Linked DNA regions of Pan troglodytes: region 1 is linked to region 2. A link is a contact called in public HiChIP or PLAC-seq data. All regions are on one chromosome and are shown on one strand. Each heading gives the region's core, a stretch centred on a gene start, on an enhancer-like site or on the middle of the called end of the contact. The rest is flanking DNA. Distances are from core to core; before and after follow the strand shown.

Evidence for each region. HiChIP or PLAC-seq counts read pairs in DNA pulled down with a chosen protein or histone mark.
Region 1: a contact with region 2 is called in an H3K4me3 HiChIP or PLAC-seq map of stem cell-derived excitatory neurons, with 5 times the contacts expected there. The contact joins the promoter of ARVCF here to the promoter of GP1BB in region 2. A contact is called at or near these places in 1 of 7 Hi-C or Micro-C datasets (stem cell-derived neural progenitor cells) and 1 of 1 datasets of contacts at active chromatin or transcription factors (stem cell-derived excitatory neurons).

What each region holds. Positions count from the first base shown.
Region 1 is chr23:22,045,651-22,049,628 of NHGRI_mPanTro3-v2.0_pri, forward strand. ARVCF (ARVCF delta catenin family member) reads right to left here and starts at 2,422. Exons shown (of 18, transcript XM_016939715.4): 1 at 2,272-2,422. It also overlaps a transcript of TANGO2 not described here.
Region 2 is chr23:21,751,645-21,756,071 of NHGRI_mPanTro3-v2.0_pri, forward strand. It overlaps GP1BB (glycoprotein Ib platelet subunit beta), which reads left to right and starts at 2,927. Exons shown (of 2, transcript XM_009437791.3): 1 at 2,927-3,078; 2 at 3,353-4,270. The coding sequence starts at 3,069. The coding sequence ends at 3,963. It overlaps SEPTIN5 (septin 5), which reads left to right. Exons shown (of 12, transcript XM_001166286.8): 7 at 47-164; 8 at 266-367; 9 at 1,138-1,234; 10 at 1,320-1,455; 11 at 1,736-1,838; 12 at 1,927-2,818. The coding sequence ends at 1,983.

The DNA of each region.
Region 1 (3,978 bases), core at 1,172-3,671, 290 kb after region 2:
TTGAGTAGCTGGGACTACAGGCGCATGCCACCATGCCCGACTAATTTTTGTATTTTTAGTAGAGACGGGGTTTCACCATGTTGGCCAGGCTAGTGTCAAACTCCTGACCTCAGGTGATCCACCTGCCTTGGCCTCCCAAAGTGCTGGGATTACAGGCATGAGCCACTGCGCCCGGCCTCATCCTGGTCTTAATTGAAGCTGCTGACAAAAGAACAGACGCCTCCCCATGACTAAGCCACCATCAGGGAAGTCCCCAGGACCCCCAAGGCCCAGCTGGTGCTCTGCAGTGCTGTCCGTGGACCCCCACCCTCCATTCCTGGCCCTATCTACAGAATGGGCCCTGACTCCCTATCCCAGCTCTACCCTGTCACTCCCTCTGCCAGGGCCAGGCGGGGAGCATGACAGATGGGCTGGACAGAGGGTGGCGCCTGGCATCCGTGTGCAGAGCTCCCTGCTCCATCCAGAGACCGGGGATCCTGCTGCTCCTGCACCTTCTGTCCTTACTCAGGACAGCCTCATGCTCCCCCAGGCCAGACTCCTGGGGTGAAGGAGCACAGGGAACTCACCCTGAATCCCTGTGTAGCACAAACAGGAGGAGGGGTGCTACCCTACCCTCACAGAGCCACAGAGATGCAGAGGGCCCCGGGACTGGGGGGAGACTACAGGGCCACCTCTGGAGGGAGTGCCAGAGCAAACATGGGAACCAAGCAGCCCAGATGTGGTGGGTGGGGAGGCTCAAATTTAGCAGGATTGAGGGTCAGAACTTGTTCTCCCAGGAGGAACCTTGGTCAGGAGGTCCTTGTGTTTATGCTGAAAAGCCTGACAGGGCAGCTCAGCCAAGAGCTGGGTAGGGGCCGGCTTGGCTGTGCTCAACTACCCTCTCAGCTGGGACTTGAGTCCCTTAGCGAATGTTCTGTGCCCAGTCCTCTGCTGGGCGCTGGTGGACCCCAGAATGGGGGTAGGGTGGGGACAAGGGACAGCTGGGAGCAGACATTGCGGATAGGATGGGGCAAGACTGGGGGAAATGCCTTCCCAGACACGCTGCGGCTCACACTGTCGCCTGATCTAAGGCCTGGATCACCTGCTTAGGAGCTGACCGGCCACTGGCATGGCACACCGAGCAAGAGAGCGCTGACTGCCCCCCGCATTCAGCACCATCCCAGCTCCAATAGAGTGAGTACAAGATAGGTAACACCTGCCTTGTTTTGACCAGACCTCTAAACACCGCCCAGATCCCAGAGTAAAGGCAGATAAGGCAGTAGTTAAGAAGTAGGAAGAAGTAAAGGCAGCTACCCCAGAGAAGCTAAGGTCGGGAGAGGTGGAGGCTCCCACTGCACCCCCCTGGCCCATACCATAGGGGAGGTTTCTCTGACAGCAGCCTGGGTACTCACCTGAGGTTATTAGACAGCAGCATTAAGAGCCTACTCTAAAAAATACCCACGGGGCACCTTTCCTTATTTCTAAATATGCCTGGATGTAGGAAAAGGGAGCTGAAGTCCTTTAGTTCCATTTTAAGTATGTTACATTACACATAGCTAAGAAACGGTGAAATATTGTAAGCAGCCAATATTTAATTATTTAAAAATTAAAATAGGCTGGAGCTCTCAGGCCACCTGCTCAGGGCGACTCCCTAGCAAACCGAGCAGAGTCTCCTTCAGAGTGGAGATGACATGTCTCCGCACCGGCAGCGAGGGGACGCAGGGCGGCGTGGGGAGGGGGACCCAGGCCGGCGGTCCGGGTGGCGCGCCCTCTCTCACCCCCCAGGCGGCAGGAGCAGCGCGGCGCGAGGACACCTCCGGGCCGTCGGTGCCCCTGAGCGGAATTCCCGGCGGCGCGCTGCCCCAGGAAAGTTCCCGGCCTGCCGCCCCTCGGGCTGTTGGAAAGTTTCGGTGGCTGCAAGGCCCTGGCAGCTAGGCGCCAAGCGTCGCGCGGGGCGGACACGGCTGCGGGATCGGGCCGCGCTCGGCTGGAGCGCTCAGTGCAAGACGCCCGGACGGGTCGGGTAGGGTCCCAAGGCCACGCACAAAGAGACCCGCCCCCGCCGGCCCGGGGTCTCGGACGCCGCAGAGCGCGCGGACAAGACGCGGGTGGGGCGGAGATTGGCTCCGACGTCCGGCCCAGACCCTCGCCCGGATCTCGACTCCAGGGATAGGACCCTGTCCGGACCGCTGCCCGGAATGCGTCCCATATCTGCAGCCCCGCCCCCAGTCCCGGCTCCGACCCGAGGCCCCAGCCCCGGGTCCCACACCCCGCCCACTGGCTCAGGCTTACCTGGAGCGCAGCGTGGGCGGCCCCGCAGCGCGGCCTCGGACCCCAGAAGGGCTTCCCCGGGTCCCTTGGCGCGCGGGGAGCGGCGTTCCCAGGGCGCGGCGCGGCGCGCCTCGCAGTCCACGCGGCCGCAACTCGGACCGGTGCGGGGGCCGCCCCCTCCCTCCAGGCCCAGCGCGCAACCCGAGACCCCGGGCCAACCCTCCCGCCCTCACGCGGCCCGTGCGCAAAGCGGACCGGGCCGGCGACGCGAATCTCCGCCCCGCCCCATCTGACAGCAAATTTTCCCATTGGTCGAGAGACCCGGCGCGGCACGGCAACCGGCGCCGATTGGGCGGATGCGCGGAGATGACGGCTTGCCATTGGGCCTCCGGGATGTCAGTCCCGGCGGATGACCAGCCCCCTCGCGGAGGGGCCGCGGCCCCGCACCTGCCCGAACCTCTGCGGCGGCGGTGGCAGGGTACGCGGGACCGCTCCCTCCCAGCCGACTTACGAGAACATCCCCCGACCATCCAGCCCCGAGCAGGGACTGGCAGAGCCGGCGCCCCTTCCCCGGACTCTGGCCGCGTAGCCTCCGCCACCACTCCCAGTTCACAGGTATCCTTCTTCAGCGCCTGCTACTCGCTGCGCGCTGCGCGCCGCGCCCTCCTGTCGACATCGAATTGTGTTCTTCACGCAAACCGCGAGAGAGAGTTCTGCTGCTATCCCCATTTTACAGTTGGGAAACAGCCTCAGAGAGGTTCTCACTTGCTTGAACACAGTCGTCTGACCCTGGGGCCTGGGGGCTCTCTCACCCTCACGCCCCTGGGCCCCCGCAGCGGGGAGACGATGGAGGTAGGAGCTGCAGTATTTCCGAGAGCAGGAAGGGACCCCCTCGGTAAACCAGGGGCTCACCTCCCCCACCAGGCCTGGATGTAGAGACCTCTTGGGCTTGTCCCACCCTGCAGGCCCCCCATGGGGCCGCCCTTTCTTGCCTCCTCCTGGCATTCTCACAGCCCCACAGCTCTGCGTCTGGGGAGGCAGAGTTGTGCGTTTATGCCCGCACCCCGTACTACTGTCCCATTTTCTTCACCCTACCTGGAGTCAGGAAGAAACGGTGCTTCACTGCCTGTTGAGATTCACGTAGGTTGCATTTCCTTGCCAGATTAAGAGCACCTGCCATGAGTGGGACCATGACCCTCCGCCAGCTCTGCGTAACCTTGTGGTGTAGGGGGGAACCAGCAGGGATGCTGCCCAGTGGGCTTTTCTAGGGGGAGGTCCTGAGATGACTTCTTAGCCAGTGACCCTGTCTCACGCATGCTGTCATCCTTTCCTGCCCTGGATGCACCTGGAGATGACCAGTTCCTCGGCTCATTGCATTCTCCAAGGCCGCCTGGGGAACCAAACTGCCCACAACCATGCTTATGAGTGGTGGAGGGGTGTGACCAGACACTCTTGTCTTATCCACCCATATTGGGAGTCCAGTGTGTTCATCCAATCATTCCTTGGCCAGGACAAAGAAAATGAAATGGCCCAAGGCAAGAACTCACTGCTGGGACCACCGCTGGGTCCATCTGTGTGCTGGCAGCATGGTGAATCGATCCCAGCTGCCTTTCAGAGCCAGGCAGCTACTATCAATCGATTGGAGCTGGCACTTGACGTGCCAATTGGCCTCCTGGCATAGGGTTGTTGCTTGCTGCTCTGGGAGGGCAGAATGAAGTAGCTGTCCCT
Region 2 (4,427 bases), core at 1,677-4,176:
TGGCCCCCTGGCTGTGCCTATGCCCACCCTTGGCTGCTCTCGGCAGGCTGCGGCCAGTGGATGTGGGTTTCATGAAGGCATTGCATGAGAAGGTCAACATCGTGCCTCTCATCGCCAAAGCTGACTGTCTTGTCCCCAGTGAGATCCGGAAGCTGAAGGAGCGGGTGAGCCTGCCGTCGCACAGGGGCCTGGCCAGGACCCTGGGGCTGAGAGTACCAGGGGGACTTGTCTGGCCTCAAATCTGATGGTCCTTGCCCCACCACAGATCCGGGAGGAGATTGACAAGTTTGGGATCCATGTATACCAGTTCCCTGAGTGTGACTCGGACGAGGATGAGGACTTCAAGCAGCAGGACCGGGAACTGAAGGTGAACATGCAGACTGGTGGGGCAGGGGGGATGGAGCTGGTGAGGGGCAGAACCAGAGGGCTTTGTCTCCTTCACATTGAGCCTGCTGGAGGAGGGCCAGGTCAGCCCAGTTGGGGGCAAGAGTCATTTGTTCTAGGAGTAGAGGACCTGTACCCCCTTCATCCAGGGCTAGAAGGTAAAGGTCACCATGTCTTTGCCTGGCTGGGGTGGGTCATGTGGGCCCCGTGTGGTGCTGGGCAGGTATGGAGCACTTGCCCAGATCCAGAGGTGCAGCAGTGGGCCAGGCCCCCAACCCCAACCCTCTTCCCATGGGTCACCAGAGGAAAGGGCTGCCCCAGTGGCACACCCTGGCTCCCAGATTTCTGAGCTCCAGGGTTGGTGGCTTTGGGTGCCCCAGCAGCTAGAGTGATGATGGAGACCATGCCAGAGGCAGGTGGCCACCAGGGCAGGGGCATCAGCATGGGGAGACATAGGCTCAGCCCTGGGGAGGGAAGGGGCAGCTGGAGGGGGTGGTTCTTGATGAGGGAGGAGATGAGGAGGGAGCATGCCTGGTTGGGCATAGCCTGGAAAGGCCCTGGAATGTGAGCCGCATGGGCTCTGGCTCCAACCAGGGGCAGAGAGGCCAGAAAGGGGCAACGCCAGGATCTCTTTGAGGAGAGATCGTTGATGGTGATGCTGGAGGGGTGACCCGGGAGTTACATGCCCGTTTCCCATCAGTAACCGTGCAATTACGCTCACCGGGTGTGAGCCCTTCTCCCTCCTTCCCCCAGGAGAGCGCGCCCTTCGCCGTTATAGGCAGCAACACGGTGGTGGAGGCCAAGGGGCAGCGGGTCCGGGGCCGACTGTACCCCTGGGGGATCGTGGAGGGTGAGTAGAGTCTTGGGGTACCAGGTCTGGTGGGGGAAGGCTGTCCTGGGCCGGCGCCAGCCCACTACCCACCCCCACCCCGCAGTGGAGAACCAGGCGCACTGCGACTTCGTGAAGCTGCGCAACATGCTCATCCGCACGCATATGCACGACCTCAAGGACGTGACGTGCGACGTGCACTACGAGAACTACCGCGCGCACTGCATCCAGCAGATGACCAGGTGCGCGCCCCAGCCGCCAGCCAGACCTCGCCCCTCCGGCCCCGCCCACGTCTCCATAACTAAGGGCCGGTCCTGTCAGCCCACCCAGACTTGAACTTTGCACCATTCCCTAAGCTCCCCCCCGCTCCCCCAGAGCCTGGTCTCCCTAGAACCAGTCCAGGGCTGTGAGGGTTCCGGAGGGCAGGGCCTCAGCAGTGGCGGGGATGGGCCAGGCATCGCCAGCCCACGCTGAGCCTCCTGGTGGCGCCGCCCCGCCCATCCTCCCCCCCGCCCCGCGCAGCAAACTGACCCAGGACAGCCGCATGGAGAGCCCCATCCCGATCCTGCCGCTGCCCACCCCGGACGCCGAGACTGAGAAGCTTATCAGGATGAAGGATGAGGAAGTATGTGGGGCGGCGGGGGCGGCGGAGGCGGGCGTCAGGGATGCGCCCCCGCGGTGCTGCTCACCCGCCGGGTTGTCTCCGCCCGCAGCTGAGGCGCATGCAGGAGATGCTGCAGAGGATGAAGCAGCAGATGCAGGACCAGTGACGCTCGCCGCGGACACACCGTCCGTCTCCGGGACGCCCTCGCACCCCTGGACCCCAGACCGGACTGTTCCCGACCCGGAGACGCGGGGCCACAGCCCCCAGCTGACCCTAATTTATTCTCAGCACCACCCCCTCCCAGGTCATTGTGTCTGCTTCCGAGGGGCCTGGACCGTAGCCCCCGCCCAGCTGGCCCTCTCTGACCTTGGGGGATCAGGAGCGAAGTTGGGCGGGACTTCAGAGATCCGCCTCCCTTGCCTTTCCCCCGCCCCCGGACGGTCACAGCACCCAAACCGCAGGCCCTGCTCTGGCAGGCAGGCAAAGCTAGGCAGAAGAGGATTCCCAGGATCCTGGGTCTGTTCCTTGCCCCAGTGCTGCAGAACGGACTTGGGAGCCCTCCTTTGCCTGCTCCCGCGGGTCACCCAGCGAGTGCTGAGGCCCTATTTTCTGTCGAGGCGGGCCGAGTCTTCTCTTATCCTCAGACGCCTAGCGGGCAGGGTTGGGCTGAATCAAATGGGAGCCCTCCAGACATAAGGAGGCCAGAGGCTGCAAGGAGCGGGGCCGTGACCGCTTACACCCCTTCTCCACAGCCCGGCCCGACCTGGAGGGCCCCCGGGGCACTGGGCGGTGAGCCACCTCCTGGCAACTCTCGGTGCGGTCCCCTGCCCTCACTCGAGGCCTCTTCTCCCCAGCACCGCTGTGGTGTGCCGGGATCCTGAGCCTCGGCCTCCCGATCTTCCCACCCGCATGATCCCTTCCCGCCACACGATGCTCCGTTTTGTTCCGTTGTGAATGCCGCGTCCTGTCCTGGTGACAGGAGAACAATGTTGGTGAACGTCGCAGCGGGTGTCCGAGTGCTCCGTGTGCCCCTGAGAGCGGGTGGGAGCGGAAGCCTGAGCGGCCTGCGGCCTCCGGCGATAGTGTGCTATCTGCCGCTGCAGCGCGCGTCCTCGCGGCCTCTGGGCTATTTCTGGCCGGGCCGCAGCACTGTGGTCGGTGCGGGCGTGGCAGGGGCGGGGCGGCCTTATCGCTCGGCTCTCCCGCCTACGCCTCCCGCTCCAGAGTAAGCCGGGTCGCCGTCTTCTCGCCATGGGCTCCGGTGAGTCTGGAGTCCGGTAGGGCCCCCAGCTGCTCCCTAGGCCGACCCGGGTTGAGAGGAGCTCTGGTTCTTTGGCTGCAGCCGGGAGAGACTTGGGTCAGACTTAGAGGGGACTTCCAGCCGGCGTGCGGGGTGGTCAGGGTGGAGAGGCTGGCGGGCTACCGGGACGCCGGGCATCAGGGGCTGGATGGAGCCGGGCCGGCGCTCTGGGTACTCAGAGACGTCGCCCAGGTGCCCGCCGACCGCTCGGCTCACTGCGGCGCTTCCCTTGCAGGGCCGCGCGGGGCGCTGAGCTTACTGCTCCTGCTGCTGGCCCCGCCGAGCCGCCCGGCCGCAGGTTGCCCGGCGCCCTGTAGCTGCGCGGGGACGCTCGTGGACTGCGGGCGCCGCGGGCTGACTTGGGCCTCGCTGCCGACCGCCTTCCCTGTCGACACAACCGAGCTGGTGCTGACCGGCAACAACCTGACGGCGCTGCCGCCGGGGCTGCTGGACGCGCTGCCCGCGCTGCGCACCGCACACCTGGGCGCCAACCCCTGGCGCTGCGACTGCCGCCTTGTGCCGCTGCGCGCCTGGCTGGCCGGCCGCCCCGAGCGTGCGCCCTACCGCGACCTGCGTTGCGTGGCGCCCCCAGCGCTGCGCGGCCGCCTGCTGCCCTATCTGGCCGAGGACGAGCTGCGCGCCGCTTGCGCTCCCGGCCCGCTCTGCTGGGGGGCGCTGGCGGCGCAGCTTGCGCTGCTGGGCCTTGGGCTGCTGCACGCGTTGCTGCTGGTGCTGCTGCTGTGCCGCCTGCGGAGGCTGCGGGCCCGGGCCCGCGCTCGCGCCGCAGCCCGGCTGTCGCTGACCGACCCGCTGGTGGCCGAGCGAGCCGGAACCGACGAGTTCTGAGAAGAGAACCGGTGCGTCCTGAGAAGAGAACCGGCGCTGGGCAACGCGGGCCTGCAAACTCGACAGGACCCTGCCCGAGGGGCCCTCGCGCCAACCTGGACCGGTCTCCGCCTCCTCCGCTGCCCAATCTCTCAGACCCACCCCACCTGCAGGCCCAGACCACGTGGGACAGAACTCCTGCCCACCCTACCCCAAGGGAGGCGAACCCGCACTTCCAGGCTTGGGAGGACCATGGGGCACAATGCGGTCCAGACCCTGCTGCGTCTCCCTTCCAAACTCTGGTGCTGAATAAACCCTTCTGATCTGGTCTTCTCTGCACGACTGACCTGGAAATTCCCCTCGCCAAACTCAGGAAAAGGCCCCAGGAGGCGGTTCAAGGGGACACAAACACATCCTTACATGCCCACCCTAACCTCCGGGGCAGACAGGAGTCAGTGGGTGACCTCTCCCCTTCCAGACACACT